Linked DNA regions of Mus musculus: regions 2, 3, 4, 5 and 6 are each linked to region 1. A link is a contact called in public HiCAR-type, HiChIP or PLAC-seq, Micro-C and promoter capture Hi-C data. All regions are on one chromosome and are shown on one strand. The core of a region is the stretch at or near the end of the contact, and the rest is flanking DNA. Distances in the headings are between cores, read along the strand shown.

Evidence for each region. Promoter capture Hi-C pulls out the DNA fragments that hold promoters and counts their contacts. Hi-C and Micro-C count contacts between places; a contact is called where the count stands out from the background. HiCAR-type assays count read pairs that join an accessible place to other places. HiChIP or PLAC-seq counts read pairs in DNA pulled down with a chosen protein or histone mark.
Region 2: a HiCAR-type map of astrocytes shows a contact between it and region 1, with 6 times the contacts expected there. The contact joins the promoter of Samd8 here to the promoter of Dlg5 in region 1. A contact is called at or near these places in 3 of 39 promoter capture datasets (cranial neural crest, embryonic stem cells and stem cell-derived epiblast-like cells) and 1 of 115 datasets of contacts at active chromatin or transcription factors (astrocytes).
Region 3: a promoter capture Hi-C map of embryonic stem cells shows a contact between it and region 1, with 4 times the contacts expected there. The contact joins the promoter of Vdac2 here to the promoter of Dlg5 in region 1. A contact is called at or near these places in 3 of 39 promoter capture datasets (cranial neural crest, embryonic stem cells and hippocampal neurons) and 1 of 115 datasets of contacts at active chromatin or transcription factors (astrocytes).
Region 4: a contact with region 1 is called in an H3K27ac HiChIP or PLAC-seq map of embryonic stem cells, with 11 times the contacts expected there. The contact joins the promoter of Comtd1 here to the promoter of Dlg5 in region 1. A contact is called at or near these places in 1 of 39 promoter capture datasets (cranial neural crest) and 2 of 115 datasets of contacts at active chromatin or transcription factors (astrocytes and embryonic stem cells).
Region 5: a contact with region 1 is called in a promoter capture Hi-C map of cranial neural crest. The contact joins the promoter of Slmap here to the promoter of Dlg5 in region 1.
Region 6: a contact with region 1 is called in a Micro-C map of embryonic stem cells, with 2.9 times the contacts expected there. The contact joins the promoter of A330001L22Rik here to the promoter of Dlg5 in region 1. A contact is called at or near these places in 4 of 39 promoter capture datasets (cranial neural crest, embryonic stem cells, liver and 1 more), 4 of 484 Hi-C or Micro-C datasets (all in embryonic stem cells) and 3 of 115 datasets of contacts at active chromatin or transcription factors (all in embryonic stem cells).

Annotation. Positions count from the first base shown.
Region 1 is chr14:24,244,210-24,247,843 of GRCm38.p6, forward strand. Dlg5 (discs large MAGUK scaffold protein 5) reads right to left here and starts at 1,711. Exons shown (of 32, transcript NM_001163513.1): 1 at 938-1,711. The coding sequence starts at 1,241.
Region 2 is chr14:21,748,715-21,752,348 of GRCm38.p6, forward strand. It overlaps Samd8 (sterile alpha motif domain containing 8), which reads left to right and starts at 1,817. Exons shown (of 6, transcript NM_026283.3): 1 at 1,817-2,066. The coding sequence starts at 1,893.
Region 3 is chr14:21,830,015-21,833,648 of GRCm38.p6, forward strand. Vdac2 (voltage-dependent anion channel 2) reads left to right here and starts at 1,547. Exons shown (of 10, transcript NM_011695.2): 1 at 1,547-1,653; 2 at 1,837-1,895; 3 at 2,870-2,938. The coding sequence starts at 1,862.
Region 4 is chr14:21,846,948-21,850,581 of GRCm38.p6, forward strand. Comtd1 (catechol-O-methyltransferase domain containing 1) reads right to left here and starts at 1,963. Exons shown (of 7, transcript NM_026965.2): 1 at 1,832-1,963; 2 at 1,594-1,721; 3 at 1,263-1,368; 4 at 1,055-1,173; 5 at 926-980; 6 at 667-800; 7 at 1-480. The coding sequence starts at 1,925. The coding sequence ends at 328. A430057M04Rik (RIKEN cDNA A430057M04 gene) reads left to right here and starts at 631. Exons shown (of 3, transcript NM_176925.3): 1 at 631-2,132; 2 at 2,687-2,790. The coding sequence starts at 1,924.
Region 5 is chr14:26,533,042-26,536,675 of GRCm38.p6, forward strand. Slmap (sarcolemma associated protein) reads right to left here and starts at 1,583. Exons shown (of 23, transcript NM_001310445.1): 1 at 287-1,583. The coding sequence starts at 484.
Region 6 is chr14:21,987,668-21,991,301 of GRCm38.p6, forward strand. It overlaps A330001L22Rik (a long non-coding RNA gene), which reads left to right and starts at 1,808. Exons shown (of 2, transcript XR_001781181.2): 1 at 1,808-3,634. Zfp503 (zinc finger protein 503) reads right to left here and starts at 1,934. Exons shown (of 3, transcript NM_145459.3): 1 at 1,358-1,934; 2 at 1-617.

The sequences.
Region 1 (3,634 bases), core at 461-2,960:
GTGATAAGGTAGAGTTCCTGCCACAACAGACACCATACATGCCAGCCCTCATCCTTTCTCTGTACTATGCCTTCTTCCTTGTCGAGGAGGCTGGCTTCTCTCTCCACAGCCCAGTCAGGACAAGCCTACCACTAGTCGCAAACTCCAGCAGCACCCCTCCCCCTACACACACTTACAACTCAGTCACTTCCAAGAGCAAGAACACAGGGGTTCCAAAGGGCACCACTCAGAGGTGCTCAGCTCTCCTCCACCGGGAACTCAGAACTCTCCGGGAGGGAACCGAGCCACAGCAACCACTACTAAGATTTTCCCATGGTGCAATGCAACTTCCTCAACTTTTCCGGGCCCACAATTTCCAAAGAAACCGGGGAAGGCGGTGTGCATAATTCACAGCAAATCTGGGCGAGTTAGGAGACTGAGGTCCAGGGGACGAGAAGGAAACGGGCACGGACACAAAGTGAAAAGACACGAGTGACCTAAAGAGGGTTGCAGGGATCAGAACTTAGGGGATCTTCCCCTGGCCTATATTCCCTTCCTGCGGATTGCAACCCAGGGCTCCCGAAGGGCTAGCCGACCGTGAGAAGCTTAGAAAGGGGGCTGACCGACATCCTTCCGAGGTGTCTTCCGACCTCCGCCCCGCCACCAGACCTGGTGGCTTCCGGAGGACTCTGCAGCAGTAGCAACAAGGAGAGGAAAGACAAGGCTTTCGGTGAGGGGGTTATTGTTCCCAGAAAACCGCAGAACAGAGGCAGGAGGTGTGAATGAGGTTCCAGGCATCCGTCCCTCCCCGGGTAGGATAAGAGAGAAGGTGTCACCCGCGCCATACAGGTAGAGCGGTGGCTGCGACCTGAGCCTCGGCCCCCCCAACCCCCTTGGTGAGCTGCAGAGAGAAGGGGTGGCCGGAGGGCAGGAGGGGCCGCGCGGGACTGCCACTCACCCGCGCCCTCTGTAGACTGCGGCGGCCCGACGACGCCGTTCAGGTAGAGAATAGGCAGCAGGTGAGGCTGAGTCTTCTCCAGGGCGGCGCGCAGGTCCTGGAAGTGGTCCTGCTCCTTGGCCAGGAGGAGCTGGAGCAGCAGCTCCGCCTTGGCGCCTCCCGCCTCCTCGTCCAGCTGCCGCCGCTCGCCGGGGCTCAGCGCTCCTGCTGCCTCCAGCAGCCCAAGCACGGCCTCCACCTCGGTCATGGCCTGGGCCAGGCTCTGCTGACACTGGGCGAGCAGCTCCCGGCGCTGCGGCTCCATGGTGGCGGCCCGCGCCGCCCCGCCCCGCCCCGCCGGACGGCGCCGGGGCTTCCCGAGGCCGGCGGGCTGCACGCCGAACTGGGCGGCAGCCTAGCGCGCCGGGAGTCGCGAGGCGGCGGGGCCCATGGGCCGGGGCCTGCGAGCCTCGGGGCCGGGACGATCGGGCAGCTCTCAACGGCCGCCTCCCGGGCTCCGGGGCGCAGCCATGTTGGCTACGGCGGCGGCGGGACTGGAAGAGGAGGAGGAGACGGAGGAGGAGAAGGAGGAGGCGGAGGTGGGGACGGCGGCCGGGGCGCGCCCCGAGGCCTCGCAGCAGCCAGGCATGCCCCCTCCAGCTCCGCCTCCGCGCCCACCGCCCCGCCGCACACTGCGATCGCCGCGGGGGGAATTGTCGCCGGGCGCCCGACGGCTCCGGCCCGGCTCCCCCGAGCTCCCACACCGCCGCCTGCACAGCCGCGGTCCGCCCCTCTGGCCTCTCTCCTCCCCGGCCCGCCTTCGGCCTGGAGGAGGTAGCAGGCAACTGAAACACTGGGCGAAGGGGAAGGGTCCGGACCCCACCGGCCCTTAGTCCACAAGGTACTGAGAGAAACTGCTCCTACCCTGTTCACATACTGCCCCTAGTCCAGAGTCTTCTAAGAATTCTAAAACAAACCAAGGACACAATGCAAAACCCTCCCCCACTTGGTCATTTCCAATTTAAAGACCTCTCCAGAACTTGTCCCCATTCCAAGATTTTCTTAGAAAATCTCCCAATAAAACCCCCTAACCTGCCTCACAGTTAATAGCATCCTGCACACCTGTATCAGAGCTCCAGAGTCAAAGGCAGTGGATGTTTGCAGGACCTGGGTGTGCATAAGGAGTGTTTGCTGTGGGCTCTTGGAGATTTCTGTCAAGAAAAGTGCTCCTTGGTGTCGCCCCAAGATCATAGCAAATCACAGAGTTACCTTGCTTCCCATAATGACTTCAGCTCAAGACCGTCTACCTTCTCCGACAGTTCTCTTCTTCTTCTTCTTCTTCTTCTTCTTCTTCTTCTTCTTCTTCTTCTTCTTCTTCTTCTTCTTCTTCTTCCTCCTCCTCCTCCTCCTCCTCCTCCTCCTCCTCCTTCTTCCTCTCTCTCTCTCTCTCTCTCTCTCTCTCTCTCTCTCTCTCTCTCTCTCTTTCTCTCTCTCTACAATTGCATACCTGGAACGGAATCTGCATCCCAGGGAAGAAGACTGCAAAGTTCTGCGTTCCAACGGCTGGCTTACTTTCTAAGGCCGGCCAAGAACTCTTTCGATGGCACCGTTACCAAAGCAAAGACATCTCAAATGTCCTTCTTTGACAGAAGCCAGAAGCCATGTTTGTTTATAGAAACAAACTCTGAATAGTGATTAGACCAAGAAGACCCTCAGAATGATGGTGGACGATGTCAGAATGATGGTGGAAGAGAACCAATTACATTCCCTCACCTAGTATTTTTCAGGAGAAGGGGGATGAGAAGAGCATCAAACCAGGGGTTCTCAGCTGTAGCTTCATGAGCAAGTTCAGCAGGGTCTGTGTGGCGCTGAAACAATCTCAACACTATTGTGAACGTGTGTTTTCTGGGCTGGGTTTGATAGCTTTATCATTTTTTAAGGCTTCTATAACCCAACATGGATTCCAATATGCTGGAGCAAAACCATTTGAAGATCCCTCTCTGATCAGATAGCCTGGGCTTCTGTGACCAAGAAGATGACCTAATTATATTCTGTTGCTCTGGCAAATACCATGACCAAAAGCAATTTGGGAAAGAAAGTATGTATTTTAACTTAACACTTCCAGGTCACTGTCCCATTGCTGAGAGAAGTCAAGATAGGAATTCTCACTTAGAGCCAAGGGAGTATATAGCAGGATCCACTGAGGATGGGGCATGCTGACACCCTTGCCAGGCTCATGCACCAGCTAGCTTCCTAATATAGCCCATGACCACTTGCCCAGGGAATGGTACTACCCGCAGTAGGCTGAGCTGTCCTGCCCAGTTCTCTCTGAAGACATGCTCATATCACAGATCTGTCCATAGAGCAATGTTATAAAAAGACAATGACTCCCCTGAATCCTTTTTTTTTTTTTCAGATGATTCAGGCTGTGTCAGGTCGACAGCTAATTCTTTCTAGAACACAAGGATTTAGGGGAATGGAGGCTGGCTGTTATCATGGTGCCATAGTTTTGCAGAGTCCCTGGACCCTTCCTCGATCCCCTGCCCCTAAGACACCTTCTCTCTGGCTGGCCATTATTTCATCTGAGAGCAGCCACAGATCCTAACTCATCCCTGAGGGCCCATCTCAGTTCTTGTTTGGATTAGCAGACATCTGGGTGAAGAAGGGAAGTGGGGGGAGGAATGAAAATTGGACACCAATCTTTTTATGATTAGAGAA
Region 2 (3,634 bases), core at 567-3,066, 2.5 Mb before region 1:
AACGCTGCAAGACCTATTTCCCTTGAGCTGACTCCCATCCCTAAAGTCTCCGAGAACATGGAGTTGGACTCCTACAAGTCACGATCTCTCTCCACCTCTGTCAGTTCCTTCTGTAAAGTTAAGGGTTTGCCTGTCCTGGGGAGTTGTTGCAAGGGTTAAACTAAAGGTTCACTGCGTCTAACATAGGGCAAGTGCTTTGAAATAGGTTCATTCGTAGGTTTAGAGCCTGCATAGACGGGTTCCAATGACAAGAGTTAAAGCAGAGAAAAGCACTGAGGCTTGAATGTCAGAAAAGACTCTTGCAGGTCTAAGTGGGCCACAAACAGGGGGGGACACCGATATCGGCTGCATTGGAGCCTTTGGATTGTGGAACACAGGGGACCTTGTCAGAGTTGTGGAGTCACAGAAACTTAGGCACACAGGGAGGAAAGCATCTGACGTGTGCTGTAGGGTTCACACAGAACGGTGGTTCTATAATGAAGATAGCAGATTTTTTTTTTTTTTAAGAGAAAGCTGATGGATCCTTTTATGTCAGAGAGGTGATCATTGCCCAAGGCTCTGAGAATAAGGCTCTGAGAATCTTTGGACACTAGAACCACTTTTTAAACATTATTTTTATAATTAAAAATATTTTATTGGTACTGGAGAGATGGCTCAGTGGTTAAGAACACAGATAATACATGCAGGCAAACATTTATACATATAAAATAAGTTTTAAAATTATGTTTGAGTGCCTACAAATATGTATGTGGGCCACATGCATCCCATGCCTGCTGTATCCAGAAAGTGGGGGTGGGGGGTGGGTCTCCTGGAATTAGAGTTCTAGATGGTTGTGAGGTGGCATGTGGCATTGAACTTGAGGCATTGAGGTGAAAGGGTATTAAACCTGAGTCTCCAGCAAGAGCAGCAAGTGCTCTAACCACTGAGCAACACCTCTACCCCTATAGAAGCACGGGGACAAGAGAGTTCTCTGCCTACAAGGGCTGCAGGAGATGAGATGTTTTGCAGTGTCATGGAGCCCTTGAAGGTTCTGAGCATACTAGGCAGATTCCTGGCTGCCCCTGTTCTCCTCCTGTCCATCTTAGAATCTGCCCCCTTCTCCCTCAGAACTACCAAAGCCGGTCCTGCATTGTTCAAGAAAGTAGAGTCAAAGAGGGCTGAGATTTCAAGCTGCAGATGGCTTCAGACGTGGATTCTGCCAATGTTAGGCTTGCTTTAGAAGGGGATATTCCGTTAAGGTGGGGTATGGTAGTAGCAGGAAAGAACCCAGGTTCTGTCTGAGGTTAGCTTGGGCTTGGGTACCAGCTTGGATTAACTGTGCTACGTCAGGCTACAATGTTTCTTGACCTTTCTATGAGATCTACAGAGTTGAAACAATGATTTGAAGTATAGTCTCTAGCACAGTACAAAATCAAGGGGCAATAAACGGGGCTGGGCAGTGGTGGCACTCGCCTTTAATCTCAGCACTTGGGAGGAAGAGGCAGGTGGATCTCTGTGAGTTTGAGGCCAGCCTGGTCTACAGAGTGATGTCCAGGACAGCTGAAGCTACACACAGAGGAACCTTGTCTCGAAAACACCAAAGGTGGAAAAACAAATAAATGATGCAACTTGAGGACTGACTGAGAAGGGGTTTGCCCCTTCAAAGGGCTCAGGATAATAGCCTCTTCCTAGGCTCCAACCCCAGTCAACAACCCACAAGCCTTCTCCTATCTTCATTAAAACCCTTTGATGAATTATGCTTGGGCATGACGCAAGCGCTCTCCCCCTCCCCCTTGGGTTTCCCCTCCTCTTCCGGTTTTGGACCCGCCCCCTCCCCGTAGCGCCCCGCCTCCCGAAGCAGTTCCGGTTCGGCTGGCCGCTGCTGGCGGCACGGCTCCAAAGGGGCCGGAGCGATGCCCGCTGGTAGCCGAGCCGGCTCCCGCCTGCGCTCCGGCTCCCTCCCCCGGCCTTCGCGTCTGACTCTCAAGGCGCTGCGCCCCGCCTACGCGCCGAGGACCCCCGACTCCAACGGCGACTTAGACACCGGCTCCGAGCTGGGTCCCGGCAGCCCGGCTCCCACCGCGGAGGTGAGCGGGCGCCGAGGCTGATGAGAGGGGAGATTGGGGGGCGCCTGCAACCAAGGGTGAGTGGAGAGTCGGGGGCGCCAAGGGCCGCGGGGAGACGGTTGGGGAAGCCAGGGGAGGCCGCTCTGGAATGGAATCCGGAGAAAATCAGGGGGTTGAGCTGACCCGCGGGCAACAAGGGACGAGGCGCAGGGGCTGGGTCCTTGCTACCCGGCTAGGGGAGAAGGAACGTGCAAGAGGGGTCCCCGGAATCCAGACCTGGAGGAGGAGGTGCCCTGGGTTGTAGCCATAGAGATGAGGGATAGGGAGAGCTGGCCCCGGGCCTCCTGTAACCCGTAACCCGCATGAGGGCGAGGCAGCCGGGTGGGGACTGACAGCCACCTGACTCGGTGGGAATGGTGGCTGGTTTCGCAGGGCGGGAGTTAGGGTTGCCTGGAAAGAGGGAGGTGCTGTCGGGTGGGAAGGAGCTTGGCCTAAAGGTTAGAGAGGAAAAGTCCAGGGGAAAAAAAGGAGCCCTTGGGGATCTAATTTAGGGCCTTGGCTTTTTTACAGGTAAGTGTCTTTCAAGGTGTCAAAAATCTCTGGGTAGTGGATGACGGCTTTGGGGCTTGCCTGTTTGTGATCCCTTTAAGAAGCTAGATTGCGAGGGGCGGGTATGCATCGCTGATTCTCGTACAGGGACTGGGGGAGGCGATCGGAGAGAGGAAGTGATGTTCGTAGAGGGTAGTGATTTGTGAAAATAAAGATGTCACTCAGATTTCTTCTGACGCGAGTGGTTTCTTCTCCTCTGTGCTTCGTTTTTAAGAAGGTTCAGATGTCAGGCAAGTGTAAGTCTTTAGTACATTACCTTTAAATTAAAAAAATTAAATCTGCAAGGGGAATTTGGACGTTTGGATTTTACAGATAATTCAGTGCGAATTGTTAACACTTGAATACAGCTTGAGTTGGCCCGCATATTGGCCACAGGGTGGAAATATGGTCCGTGGAAATTCTTGGGTTTAAGAGGTCATTTACGACAAGAAGTGAAGCCACCCATAGTCCAGAATCCTACAAGATCGTCCCCATTGGTAACTCGAGGATTGGAGTTACCTCGTACAAAATTTGAAAGGTGATTTTAACAGCTTTTTCAGGATCAGTATTCTCTTGCTATTTAGCAGATTTTTTCCACATGAATGGAATTTTTTTTCTATCGTGATCAAGAAACCTAAAGGTAGCAAAGGGAGGTTATAGTTGGCAGCTGACAAAAGAAATGTGTAAGCACACAGGTGCTTTTTCTGGAAGATGTAGTACCAAAGCTGTAACTCTGCCAGAAAAATATTGATCCCAAAACTTTTTGAGTTCATATAAATAAGAAATGGTATCGTGACTCCTTTGACTTCTAACTGAGGCTCATTAAGGCTCCTTGCAGCTTATCAGATAGGTTTGGCTATGTTGTTGGGCATTTCAAAACCAACTTTTAATTATTTTCTACTTTCAACAAGCCTCTACTGCTCCATCCTCACAAGATGACCATCTACTGTGGCTGCAACAAGCTTTTAAATTGCTTTCTGTGAATGGGACCTTAATATCAG
Region 3 (3,634 bases), core at 297-2,796, 2.4 Mb before region 1:
GCTTAGGAGGAGAGTGATGACTTAACAGTACTTGAGTAGAGGAAGAGTTCAGAGACGATTGAGTCATGAGTGCATATGTGTGGGTGTCTTTGCTCTCAGTCCAACTGTATGTCTATTGAAGATTATTAAACAGCATCTTAGAGATGAGGGAATTGAGGTCCACAGGCTAAATTATTTGAGTTTATTGAGCTGAAGTGTCAGTTGTCTCCATTTTAAATCTTCTGTATGGCTGACGTGTGTGTGTGTGTGTGTTTTGAACAGTGTCTACTGCTCTTCACCTTTTACAGAATTTAGAGAACACGGTTTGCAGGCCAGGTTGACAGAGCCCCCGTGACCCTCTTGTTTCTATTTCTGGAACTACTACTGGCTTTTAATGTGGGTGTTGGGTGCTGGGGATCCGAGCTCAGGTCCCCTTGCATGCACAGCAAGATAAGGGTTCTTACTCACTGAGCCTCCGATTCTATCTTTATTATCCTGTTTGCCTCACCCTGTAGTTTAGCCTCAAACTGGTCTCTATTATTATTATTTCAAGACAGGGTTTTTCTGTATTGCCCTTGCTGTCCTGGAACTCTCTCTGTAGACCAGGCTGGCCTCGAATTCAGAAATCCACCTGCCTCTGCCTCCCAAGTGCTGGGATTAAAGGTGTGCACCACCACTATCCAGCGGTCTCTTATCTTTATTAACCTTTTGCCTCACTCTGTAGTTTAGCCTCAATCTGGTGTAATTTCTCTGCCGCCCAGATCTGGGACTACAGGTATAGGCATCAGGACTGGCTGCTCCCTCCCTCTTCTGGCATATCTAAAGAACTTGAGAGCAGCATTCTAATGACTGGTCAGCATGAATCCTACAGTTATTCCCTTGTCTCTCCAGGCCTCTCAACCAGGGGAAGCTTCTCTTCCTAGAGCAGGATGTGCTTCTGCGCGTGTGTGAACCCATACCATATATGGGTGAGACGGAGGCTGCAGGAGCGCAACCCTGAGGCTCCGAGAGAAATGCCCAGAGACTGGCTCAAGTTTGTTCCTTTGGAGCCCAGCCTAGTCCCAGCAGGGGAGGACATGGCGGTGGGCGGTGAACCGAGATGGGAAGAGCATGGAGGCTGCACTTGGGGAGAGTGTTTCATCCCCCTCAACCCGGACCTTAAGTTCAGACCTCCAGGCTGGGACTCAGGGAGGAGGCTGAGAGGGTGCACGTGACCCTGCGGGGCACATCGCCCCGCCCCGTCGCGACTCGCGTGGCCACTCCCATCCTGACCGCGCGGGTGCCGTTGCGCCGCCTCCGCCGTTCCCAGGTCCTCGCCTCTGGGGCTGTCCTGGACATTGCCTAACCCGAGGCCCCGCAGCTCCTGCTCGCCCCGTCCCCGCCGGACGGTCCGAGACCGCTCACCCAAGGAGACCGCCGTGCTCTCGACCCACGTGGTCACTCCGGAGCAGGTGGGAGTGGGCAGCGGGCGGAGCGGCAAGGACAGGCGCGGTAGACAGCCCGGGCGGCCGCGGCGGGGACCTGGCTGGGGGAGGCCAGGCTTGCGGCGGGGCGCAACGGTGTCTCCTTCACTTCGCCCTCCAGCCGCGGTGGCTGCAGCGCAACTTTCAGATAGCGGAGTGGCCTCAGCTGCGAGCCGAGCGGTGGCGGCAGCGCCCCTCAGGACACCCGCAGGTACTATGGTGCCCGCCTCTTGCCGACTCTGGGGCCTTAGGGCGGGCCGGCAGCCTGAGTGAACTCAGGGCGGCCCTGGTCCCCTAAGATGGCCGCAGCGGCCCCGGCCCCTTTCTCTAATGTCCGAGCTCCCCAGGGGACCCTTTGACTGTCCCCTGACCGCACTTCTTGTCCCTTTCACAGATCACCTTTTCCCCGCGACTTCGCCATGGCTGAGTGCTGTGTACCGGTATGCCCACGGCGTAAGTAGCACAAGAGGTGTTTGCGCGATGGGGCCATGGGGGCTGTGCTGTTCCTCTTTAGAGAACCATACCTTGTTCCGCCGTGGCCCACATGATGCCTGCAAAGACTTGGAAAGTTTGCTTCTTTGCGCGCCCCCTAAGTCTTACACTGCCACTCTGTTGACGGACGTGGTGCTGGGCTGTTGGGTTGCAGATAGGGGGGCTCGCGCCTGGGGCGTTGGTCCTTGGCCGCACCCACCCTTGGCTTTTGGATATGTTACTTACAAATCCGAAAGCAAAACACTTAGTTGTTGAATTCCATCTTGGGGTTCGGGGGGGGGGGGCGGAGAGTTAGAGCAGTCACTTTGCAAGAGGAAGTAGTTCGCTGTCTGCCTGCACAGGTCGAGTGCACTACAAGGTCATTACACGTGTTCCTAAGGGCGTGGATGTGCACTGGAGAATGAATGAGCTGCTCCTGGAGCTCGGATTCCTTGCCCTTAAGCCTCACGTTGTCGGAGGACTTGGGGGACCGTAGTAATGTGTTTAAAGTGCCATTTGATATTTAGTTGCTGTAGACATAGATGGTTGTATTTTTTGCCCGTGTCTCAATTGTGCCAGTTCCCAGAGTGTTGGTTTTGATTTTGGAAGTCCTTCCCAAAGGTTTGTTAGGGGAGAACGCCTAAGCTTAAATTTTGGTTTTTATCTCCGTTAAATCAGTCACCTTGAGTTTTGGCAACTGTGTAGGCAGTAGACACTTATGTTTAGGAATTAGAAAGGCTTCCCCCATTCTTAAAACTTGGTAGAAATGTCCCAGGTTTGTATTACCACATAGCTATTTAGAAATAAGTTTTTGTTATGGGTGGCTACTTTAGAATAACATTTATTGAAGTTCTAGTGGCATCAAAACCCACTCCGGTTGAACTGCTTGAATGTAAATGTTAGCAGTAGGTCCTAGTAGTAGCTCACATTAACTGTAGAATGTTTCTTTTGACTAGCGATGTGTATCCCTCCACCCTATGCTGACCTCGGCAAAGCTGCCAGAGACATTTTCAACAAAGGATTTGGTAAGGACTTTTTTCCCTTTTAAACATAAAAGAGAAAAATATATGCTTGGACCTCTTGAAAAAAGTTAATTGCTTTGCTTTTCTAGACTGAATACCCTGCTGCACTCATGCCTCTGCCAGCTGCATGTGTACCCCACTTTCTTAGCCTTTCTTCGGTCACAATTGAAAAGCTTGTTCTTTTTATTTTGTTGTTGTTTTTTGGTTTTGTTTCAAGACAGGCTTTCTCTCTGTAGTCCTGGCTGTCCTGGAACTCACTCTGTAGACCAGGCTGGCCTTGAACTCTCAGATCTACCTGCCTCTGCCTCCCAAGTGATGGGAGGCGAGTACCACCCCACTCCCCACCCCCTAGGGAGAGGGGAAAGCCTGTACTTTATTCTTTTAAGTGACAGTTCAGACCATGGTTGGATAGAGCTGCCTAGAATTACTGTTTTATTTTTGTGGTTATGACTCTGGGTAGGTGGAAACCTTAGAGTTTTGAGTCAATTTTTGTGCTTTCTTGAAAATTGATTGTTTTGCACATACCACTACCCCTTGCTCTTTGGTGATACCCTTTTGGGATAAAAGTCCTAAGTGTGTTGCCATAAACAGTAGGCCAGTCTGAGGAACTGATTTTTAATCTAACGTTTAAAAATGGCTTGAAAAGGGTGCGGCAGGAAGTGGAGCCAGTTATAGGACACTAGGCAGCGCTACTGTCAC
Region 4 (3,634 bases), core at 713-3,212, 2.4 Mb before region 1:
GCCAGCTATAAAAGGCCCTATCTCGACATCTCTGTGGCATGTGGCTGGGAGGCCAGAGACAGATAGGGTCTTCCCTTATATCCAAGCCTGTTGGAACTCTACTCAGTGAGTACAGCTAGGACAATTTATTAAAACTATGCGGTCAGATAAGGCCACAAGCCTTGGTGCCAGGGAGACCTGCAGGGAGGGAACCCTCCACCAAGTGAACGCTGGAAGAGGATGCTCAGAAGGTCGCGTGTCCAGTACCTTTATTGTCAGGTTTAAAAGTCAGGTCACTGGCTGGGGGTCTTAGGTTCTCACACCCAGGCCCTAAGCTTCGTGTTAACCCTAGATCTTAAAGGCCAAGGAGAGGCCATCATCCAGGGGCAGGAGGCTGATGTAGACCCTGGCGTCCCTCAGGATGCGTTCGTTCAGGTTCCGCACACATTCAACAGTCTTGTTCCTGGGCTGAGGCTGCAGCACTTCTCCGCGCCACAGGACCTACAGATGGAGGGGCGGGGCCGTCGGAAGTGGGGGGTAGCCGACCCAGAGCTTTAGCCAGGAGGGGCGGGACCTATGATACTCTGGGTGGGCTTTGGGGCGGGGCTGGGGGGTGGGGTGGGAAGAGCTGAGAAGAGTGGGTACCCAGCCACAAGAAGCAGCAGTTTTGCCTTAGCTAGTCCTTACTCTGAGTACAGCGAGCACGCCTCCGGGACGTAGGAGCTGCAGACAGCGCTCGTAGTAGGCGGTACAGTTCTCTTTGTCCGCGTCCACCACGGCTATGTCGAAGGTTCCGGCCTCGCCCGCCGCTAGGAGCTCATCTTAACAGGGACAGAGGGCATGTGCCGCTGGCTGAGCTAGGGTCTCAGCGGGCTGCTCAGGGTCGCCAGTTTTGTTCCCCGGGGTTGGACAGTGCTGTCTGGGTCCCTCCCGCACTGGTGCTCACCCAATGTCTGCAGGGCGGGCTGCAGCCGAAGGTCGATCTTCTGCTCCACTTCTGCCTGCGGAAGGAGGCCGGTCAGGCCGGCACGCCCCCGAGCCGGAGCCCGAACGGCCGCAGGTGTGGGGCTCTCACCTGCTTCCACATGGGCCGTCCCAGCTTCGGGGGCTCTGCGTCAACCTCGCAGGTCACCACGCGGCCAGCCTCCGGAAGCGCCAAGGCTAGGGCCAGGGCCGAGTAGCCCGTGAAAGTACCTGTGGAAGGGGACACTGTCAAGCTCAGTTCAGGGTGCAGGGCTGCCCTGTGACCCTGGTTTCCAGAGACCATGGCTGCGTGTTCCTACCCAGATCCAGAGCTTTCTTGGCCTTAATGAGCCGCGCCAGGTTGGCCAGAAGCTGGGCCTGTTCACAGGTCATCATGGAATCCCCCTGCGGCTGCTCCAGGGTCAGCTGTGTGGGGAGAGGGAGGTGCCATTCATACCAGTCACCCCCCCCACCTCCCCCCTGAGGTTTTGAATCATTCAGGGGCTCGGTGGCGGGTGTGGCCTAGAGGGGACAGGTCTCAGGGAACCCGGAAGCCCAGAGAGGGTTTCTGCCTAGCTCAAGGTCACACAGCCACGTGAGGTCCACCACGCTGGAAGTGGGGAGCCGGTTCTCGGTCCCAGTCCTACTGACCAGTCGCAGGCTCCGCAGCGCCGGGTGCTCTCTCATGGAGCGGCTCAGCAGATACTGCCACAGGGGATTGTCCTCAGGTGGCAGCAGGCGCTCTTGCCGCCTGGACCCCCATGGAGGCCACCGTTTCCCTGCCGGGGAGAGGGTGCCGAGTCAGGGCCTGCATTTCTGACCGGGTTCTCCGGCTCTTCTCCGCGCCCTCCTCCCATTCCCCGGACTGCAGCAGCCCAGCCCAGCTCACCCAGCAAGAGACCAGTAGCGAAGGCGGCGCCCAGCGCGGCCGAGCCCAGGGCCAGTGCGGCTGGGATAGATAGCCGAGGGACGGGCTGAGCCATGGTGCAGGTTAGCAGCGGCGGCGGAGGTCACGTGTGCTGGAGTAGCGAGGATGGGACTGGGACCAGTAAGCCGACAGGGCTCCACCTTGTCCGGGCCCTGCCCACAGAGCCGCGTCCTCGGGCACCATCTGGTGACACATGGCCGTATTGCAAGGTCAGGCTGAGAACATCTCGCCACCCGGTGGCTGCATGCGGAACTGCGTCGGGGTATGGAGTCATCTCTGCACCAGGGCTCTTGTGAGCATGGGGAGAGGGGATAAAGTGAGTGTGGCTAATGGAGGAATCCAAAGAGACTCGGGAATGCTTGCTGGAGGGGTGCCCAAGTTAAAGGAACCAAGAACCTGGTTTAGAGTCACCTGGTTTCCAAGACAGTATCCTTAGTGGCTGGGATGCTGGGTGTAGCTTTTTTGTGTGACGGTCCGTCTTTCCGAGTCTGTTTCTTTTCTGTAAAGCAGGTATTACAGCCTTACTACGATAGGCACGGGATTCCTCGCATAGTAGGTGCTCAATAGTGGTACTTGCTGTTATGGTCATTGGCTAGAGAGGGTTCCTTGGGAAGCGGTAGCATCTTGGCAGGCAGCAGCTGAGTTCCCCTTGCAAGGCTATCTGCTAGACCGGTGTTCCCTAGACATTTATTGAATATCTACTATATGCTGAACTCTGGTGGAAGCAAAAGACTGTGGTAGTTTATGACTTGGAAACAACTGGACAGGTACAACTGGAATGCAGTTCAAGTGTTACTGTCCCTCTTTTTTCTACAGTGAAATCCTTTCTAGACTTCGCTCACAGGAGACTCTGCTGACCTGCCCTCAGGGACCTAGCAATTGCTTAAGGCATCACCTGCCCCGCCCCCCACGTACGACAGGTATGTGCCACAGATAAAAAGACCCCCACCCCACTCCAGTCCTTTGGCCCCCTTCCCCCCTCCCCTGGCTTCATTCCCATCTGTCTGTCTACATAGCCACTTGCCAGCCTCTAGTCCTCTTCTCCCAGTAAACCCCCTTTATACCAGAACTGTTGCACAGTGTAATTTCTCAGGGGTGCACCTTGCCTCGGGCCACCAAGAATACTGTCTTGCAGAGTTATATTTCACAACACTCACTGCACACAACACCCGATGGAGTTCCGGTTGAAAACACCCGCACAGTGTGCCTCACACACAGGCTTAGTAGGCTATTGGTGCTGTCTTTAAGAGCTGGAGTCCACAGGGCCTCAGAGGTGGTTGCCCTGGAAGTCTGTTTCTTAACAACACTGGCCAGGCCCGGAGACCCTCCGGAGGCAGGCAGACAGGTGCAGGATCAGTGAGAGAGCCCTAGACCTGGCCAACTGAAGCCAATGCTGCTAGAATCCCGGGCCTCGGAGGTGAGGGCAGGTCTCCAATCACAATCAGGGTAGACTGGCTTCTTGACCTATCAGCATCTGTGCAGGGTGCAGGCAAACAGGAGGGGAACCTACTTTCTCTAGGGGCAGGGCGGGATCTCAGCTGCTTCTCCTAACTGCTCCTGGAACAGGCCCCTTAGACAAGCTCTTTCTTCTTGTTGACTCTCAATGACTTGAGAGTCCTGAAAATATCTCTGAGTTTGAGTCATGCTCTCCAGGTAAGGCCCGAAGAAATGTGAGTTCCTTTAGGGCTGAGCACACAGCAGGCACTAAATACGTGCTGGCGGGGCCACACTGCGGCCAGTGATAACAACGGGGCCACACTGCGG
Region 5 (3,634 bases), core at 333-2,832, 2.3 Mb after region 1:
GGGAATGACCAAGTTTATCAAGAAGCCATCGCCCTGCCGAGACATTTAGTAACAATACCTTCTCTGTTTTTCATTCAACCACTTCGATTCCATTTCCACTAGAATTCAGACACACACAAAAAGCTGATTCCGAGGCCTCGCAGAAAAGTGTCCTCTGGGAAGAAACCCTGAGATCGTTGCATACATTACACCTCTCAGAGAAGGTGAAGGGAAAGGAAAGGAAAGGAAAGGAAAGGAAAGGAAAGGAAAGGAAAGGAAAGACTGTCAAACACTATAGCGACATTACCTTGCTCGTCTTGTGATCAAACCAGACGAGGGCATGGTTCCTTGACAGCACTTTGCAATCAAAGGTGGCATTATTCTGCGCTGGTCGACAGCGTGCCACCGAGCGGCCGATCTTGATGGGCTCGTCCAGGTAGACATGACGCTCCTGAAACGGGTGCGAGTTCGGGCGGCAAGTGAAGATGGCCAAGGCTGACGGCATCGAGGACAGGCTGGGGGGTGTCTGGACCAGGGACAATGAGGAGCTCCTCCAGGTTCGGAATGCTCTTCTCAAGCCTACACCCCCTAACCCCCCAAAATTTTTAAATTAAAACAAACTGCGCATTGTCTAAGCATAACCAGTGAACATCAACAACTCTTCAATTGGGCAGGAGGACAAGCCAGCGCAAGCCCCATCACCTCCTTTAAAATACAGAGGCACCTTGACCAAAAAAAGTCCCCAACTAGCAGCTTTCAGTCCATCTTCCCTAGGAAGAAAAGGCTCAAACATTGGGCAGCTTCGGCCAAGAAAACTCCTGGAAGACAGTTTGGGGACAGGAGGTATCCGAGCAGATGAGTCACACACCAGTTCTTGTGTTTTGTTTGAGATCCCGGCCGCTTGTCCCCTTCGGTAGCGGAAACGGTGCAGCACTGCAGCATGAAGAGGGTTGACTCGCGCAGCCAGGAAGGTCCTTCGGGGCTCAAGGAAGAGGCGCGGAGGACCTCCGGGCAGCCACCGCGGGGCCTCGGGGCTGAGAAGAGGTGCGGGGACGGACGAGGAGGACTAGAGGGCCAGCGGGCCGGGCTGCATTGCCCTGCTGCGCCGAGGCCGCCCGGGAGTGGCAGGGGTCCCCGGCCCAGCGTGAGCCGAGGCTGCGATCCCGGGCTGGAGGCGTGGGAGGGCTGCCGGGGCACGGGCGGCGTCTGGGTCGCGAGTCCCGGGCACCTGACGGGTGTCCCCGCGACCAGGGCGGGGACCCGGCTCTGCAGGCCGGTGCGGACAGAGCGAGGAGCTACCCCGGGGAGGCTCGGGCGACCGGGCGGGCGAGCGGGCCGACGGGCGGGCCGGCGGGAAGTTGGTTTCTCGGAGCTCTCGGGCTCTGCTGCTCAGCACATGGGCCACCTCCCCTCAGGAGCGTCCTCGCGAGGGTCGCATCGCAGGGACTGGCGGCTCCCGCAGGACGACGGGGTGGGGGAGGGAGGCTGGCCCGGAGGTGGAGGGAGAGGCCTGGAGGCCGGGGCTGGGTCCGCCGCAGCCTCCTCCACTCGCAGCCAGTGCGGCAAGCTCAGGCGGTGGCGGACGAGGCAGGAAACTTTCCGACCTAGGCGGGGAGACACCAAAACAAACGGCAGTCAGGGACCGGCGCCCGCTCGCCTCAGCCCTCGCCCCCTTCAGCCAGCCCCCGCCAGTCCCCGGCCGCTGCCTCCGACCTCGGGCGACCTCTCCTTGCTCAGGCTACGGGATTCCGGAGCCAGGACGGAACGTCGGCTCCTTCCTCCCTTGCCGCCACCGCCGCCACCACCTCCGCCGCCGCCTCAGCTTACCTTGCCAGCGTTGGCCGCCATAGTGACTCTGACTGAAACCTACCGGGTGCACCGCCACGGGAACGCGCACCCTTTTCAAGGGCCCTCCTCCGCCGGCTCCCGTGCCGTAGATAGGGGGTATCATGTGATTGACGCCGTGGAAGCCATGTTTGTCACTGGCAGGGAAGAAGGCAAGCTTATTTTTAACATGACCCCTGGCGCCATCTTTGTTAAGGGCCAGAAGCTTCAAAGCTCCAGACAACCTTAAGGGCCATTTTGGTTAAGGGCAAGAGAAACTTTGAGGGGTTGAATGTTTCAAAAGCACACACAGCGGCAACATATGAATAAGAAAGTACCTACAAGTACCTACGTGTACTAAGTGTGTTTACTACAGTTCTCACTGAAAATACTAACACGTGCGGAGAATAATTCCATGCAAAGGACATACTCATTAGCAGTCATCGTAGCTGTGGGCAACTGAGTCACTCACCACTGCTCTACAGATGACCAAATTCCACAAGTCCCTAGACTTAATGACACCTGAAGGACTTTCCTCCCTCTGCTAATTCACCGGGCTTTATGAATTCCATCCCAAATTCCTGTCCTTTTCACTGATGCGACTATGTTTCTCAGAACTCCTTCGTGGGTTCTAACGTGGAGAACAGAAAGTTGTGGGGGGTTTTTTGGAGTGGGGGAGGATTTTGTTGGGGTAATGGTAGGGTTAGTGACAGGGTTTCTCTGGCTGTCCAGGAGCCCTTTAAGTAGATCAAGCTGGCCTACAACTCAGAAATCTACCTGCCACTGCCTCCAGCGTGTTGGGATTAAAGGTGTGCGCCACCACACCCTACTTGAGACCAGAAAGTTTTAAAACACGTTTCCAAAGAGGGGTCAAGGTCGAAAGTTACTAATAGGAAAATACAGAGAATAACCCAACCAACAATCCTGAAGTCTGTGTTAAGCCTGGGAATTGCGAGGAGAAAGACCAGTATGTATGGAGTCATTGTTCCAAAGAAGAAAAAACCGTGGCTCGAGCTGAAAGAAAACCTTAGGAAAGACTGTAGAGAATCTTAATCTCTTCAAATCAGTGTTGACTTCATTCTTGAGATTCCTGTGACCACAGACTTCCCTGAGAAACGTTGGACATGGCTTTAAACTTCTTTAGGATACTTTTTCTCTTCTATAACATAATGACAAGACACAACCCCCTTGCAGAGAGGCTTTGTGGTGTCAAACCACATTAACAGTATTCATTTCATTGCTTCTGTAATGCTATGCTGTGTCTAAGTGACACAGATGAGCACAGCCTTAGTCTCTGCCCTCTGGTTATAGAACCAGTGTAGTGGGTTTGAAACTGAAGGAACAAAATAAGGCAAAGACTCTGATATATTCAGAGCTCTTCTAAAGGGAGGGAGGCAGGGACATCCTCCAAGGAGAAGTCACAAAAACTGAATGAAGAAAGGTTGAAGGACTATAATAAATACAGTATTTGTTGAATGGTTTTTCTAAATTGCCAGGAAGAGGGACATTAAGTAGTGAAATGAAGCTTTTAAAGGAATACACTCATGTGCCTGGCACAAAGGCTAAGTAAATATTCAATGCCTGAATGAAAATACCATGCTTGTTATTAGAGGATAAAGTAGGGGCAGCACAAAGTGAATTTGGACACAATAAGTAATGTATTATAAAGTCACACTAGGGGGGCTGGTGAGATAGCTCAGCAGTTAAGAGCACCAACTACTCTCCCGAAGGTCCTGAATTCAAATTCCAGCAACCCTCCATAACAAAATCTGACACCCTCTTCTGGAGTGTCTGCAGACAGCTACAGTGTACTTACAGATAATAAATAAAT
Region 6 (3,634 bases), core at 558-3,057, 2.3 Mb before region 1:
GCTTTCTCGCCGCCGGGAGCCAGAAGCGAATAATCCTGGGTGGCCCGCAGCGGAGCCGTGATGGGGCTAGAAGAGCAGGACAGACTGCGGGAGTGTCCCCGCGGTGCGCGGTGTCTGCCTCGGGCTGCGCCCTGCGCTGCGCTCTCCCGGCCCCGAGCCGGCGCTGCGCTCTGCGATGTGTGTCGCTGCTTGTCCAGCCCGGGCTCTGGCGAGGAAACTCACTTCAAAAGCAGCTGCACCGAGGGGGAGATTAAAGCCTTTGCCGCCTTCCAATCAAATGGGAGCCCGAGGTGATTGGAGGGTCAAGGGGATGTGACGCGTCCCGCGCCGCCGCCACCGCCAGGAATCTCAGAGCTGGTTTTAATGGGCAGCTCCCTCTTCGCCGCCCCTCGGCTTGTCCCCTCCCTCGATTTCGCTACCCGGACGAGATGGACATTTATTCTACGTTTGTCATCTACCGCCTTCCTTCTTTTTTCTCTTCGTCGTTCTTCGTTTTCCCAGCAGGAAAACAAACTGAAACCTTTGGAGGGAGGGAGTGTTAACAGACTTCGGGAGAAGAAACGCAGGCGGTAATGTGGATACCTGCTGAACAGTCAACTCCAGGGATGAGTGGGAGCCTGTATACAAAAAAAATCTTTTCAGAAATTAAGATTTTGCGTGGCGCGGCCACCCGGGTAAGGAAAGTCGATGCTGCAGAAAGTCTGCCCGCCCGCTTGGATTTCCAGAGGTTCAGCAGCAGAGAAACCAGAAGCTAGAAGGGCAACGGAGGCGGTGGCTGCTCGTCCTCGCGACGTGCGCCGGGCTCTCCGCCCTTCCCGGTCACGTGACACCGAAGGACGCTCAGATTGGGGCTTGAGCGGGGGGTCACATGTTTCCCCTGTTTCACACTTCAGCCCCCCCCCCATTCTTGCTTTCGTCTTGCTACTCTCCCCCCCCCCCGCACCCCCTGTTTCTCTGGGCATCTCCACCCCTCCATCAATTGTCAATGTGCCTCGACCGCAATCAATCAGTTATTTGTCAGCTCTTGTCAATCTGCCCGTGATTTATGTCAGCTTTTGTTGCTGATTACAAGGCGGGTGAGACTTGAAGGGAAAAAGAGAGACCTAGAGTGAGACAGAGGAAGGAAGAGACCGAGAAGAAACTGAAGGAGGGGGAAAGAGCAGCAGCCTCCTGGCACCTGTGTGTGTGTTTGTGTGTGTGGAGGGTGTGTAAGAAAAAGAAAGAGGGGAAAGGGGCGTCCACAGTCAGGAAAATGAAATAGTGAGAGTAAAGTGCGCAGGTGCACCCAGGACTCCTAGTCTGGAGCACCGGCCTGGGATGTGCTCACTCCCTCTTGGGGTTGTGGAGACAGACACACCTTCTACCTTTGGGTGCTTCGGTCAATCCGGGTCGCCCAGTTCGGGTCTGCTGAGTACCTAAGAACGACGCTGGAGGCGACGTCTAACGCGGAGGTTTCCCGCCTCTCTGGCATAATCCCTCCCGGGAATGTAACTTGAGGATGTCCAGTTGTCGACCTCGGTAGTGTTCCCACCCCAGACTCGGGAATTTCTTTCCAAAGAGCCATGCCATCAAATATAGCCCGAGTTCTGGAGGTTACTTGTAGAATAAACCTCCTTAATTCTGTGACCCGTGTTCGTAGCGAGAGTTGAATAGCTCAAGAGAAGAGGCCTGACCATGTGCATAGGCAAACAGGTCTCAGGCTCGCTCTCCTCCTCTCCCGGGTCCTTCGCCACTACCCTCCGCTGGCCATCCCGACAGTCCTGGGAGCCGGGACTTAATCGGGCTGCTGGACGGCATGATGTAGACCATCCAGACAGGACTGACCTATGCGGGGAGAGGAGAGGGAAGGAACGCGAGAGGGAGGGGCGGCTGCCTGTGGAAACCGGTTCTTCCAGGGAAGCGGAGCGGGACTTCGGCGTTCCCCTCGATTTGCGCCGTCGCTCGGGCTGTTTGGAAAGAAGAGGGGAGGCGCTGTGCATGCTGACTTGTACCTGGATCTGGGTGCACAGTGCGTATGCACTCCTGTGCCGCTGGGCGACTTCCATAACGTCCGCTCCGGGGTTACTCCCAGAAACTCGTAGAAAGTAGAAGGGGGTGAGAAGAGGACACACCCCCTTGCTCGGAGGGACTTGGGAGACTTTGAATTTCCCCTCCCCCCACTTTTCCGCAGAGCTCTTCTTTTGTTGTCAAGTCCTTTTGATAAATGGTGGGGCTGGGAGAGCTGGGAGCCAGGAGCCGATCTGCGCCCTGCGCAGGGGCGGGGGCCCAGCCTGGAGACCGGGTTCGGACCACCGCGCACCCTGAGCTGAACCGGGCACGCTCAGGGGACTTTTCCTTCTGTTTGCCAGCCTATTTCTTTCCTACCATCCCAGTCCCCCTTCCCTTCTGTTTCTGTCCACGCGGATAACGAGAACTTTCTGGGGTGGGGGTGAGTTATATAATTTTCTCGTAAGTATTCTTTCACAGAGTTTTGATTTTATTCCTTGATTCCTTAGGTTGGCAAAGTTAATGGGATGGTAACTCGATTAATGGTAATTTGGAAAGAAGAGCGGCTGGGGCTGGTGTGTGTGTGTGTGTGTGTGTGTGTGTGTGTGTGTGTGTTAAGAACATTGGCTGTTTGTGATCCTCCTGCGACAATTGAGAAAGGTAAATTTGTGAGACTATGGCAAGATCACAGGCACCTTTGTGAAGGTGCCTGAATGATCTCTGGAGTAAGAAGTCCAGCTTACGTTTTGGCAGAATGGCAACCCCAAACTCTGCCGGGTAAGGTCTCTGAAGCTGCTTGCAGCCTGCGGGGTGTTAGTGCCTGCCGGTGTCTCCCACTGTATGGCTCTAAAGGTGTCACCCTCTGGTCAGCTCCTGTGGTCCTAGCATAGGAAGCTAGGCCTTGGGCCACCTGCCATATTGGCCTCTTTCATAGGCCTGGAGAGTGAGAGTTGACGCTGTGGACAGAACTGAGGAGAGCAGGAGCAAGCGCGGGCCTAGGGTGTCCTCTTCGCTCCGGGGGTTCAGTTTCTAGGCTCAGTTTGTCTCTTTTCCTCCAATTCCAGTAGTTTTCTCATTGCGCTGGGCAGTTCAAGGGAGGCCACCCCAGCTCTTCAAGACTGGTAGAATCGTGGAATGGCTCTCGTCCCACGTAGATTACATGCGCTCACCGGTGTGCGCCGCCGGGCTCCGTGAGCTCCGACTGCCGCGTTAAAACTCAACTCCGAAGGTCGGAGCGCACGGGGGCGCCTGGGGGTCTGCGTTCCCCGGGCTTTGGGGAGGCACCAGCATCTGAGCCTGCGCACCTCTCAAGGGAGGCCAAATCTCTGAAGGCCGAGTAAGCTGTGGAAGTTGGAGGGGGTGTGGGGGGATATATTGTTATTAATTACTTCAGGCTAGGCCTAATGCTTCCAACCCTCAGAGGTGGTTGGCATGGACGTCCTGCGGATTTTATTTGCACACAATGGACATGATTTGTTTTCTAAAAAAAAAAAAAAAAAAAAAAAAAGGGTGTGGGCATGGCAGATATTTGAGGAGGAGGTGGAGGGAAGAAGGCGGAAGGGAAGAGAGCCGAGGAAAAAAGTTTGAAAATGCCTTGAACTATTCACTGTCGAGATGGCTAATCAGTATTGAGGCCGGAGGGCAGGCG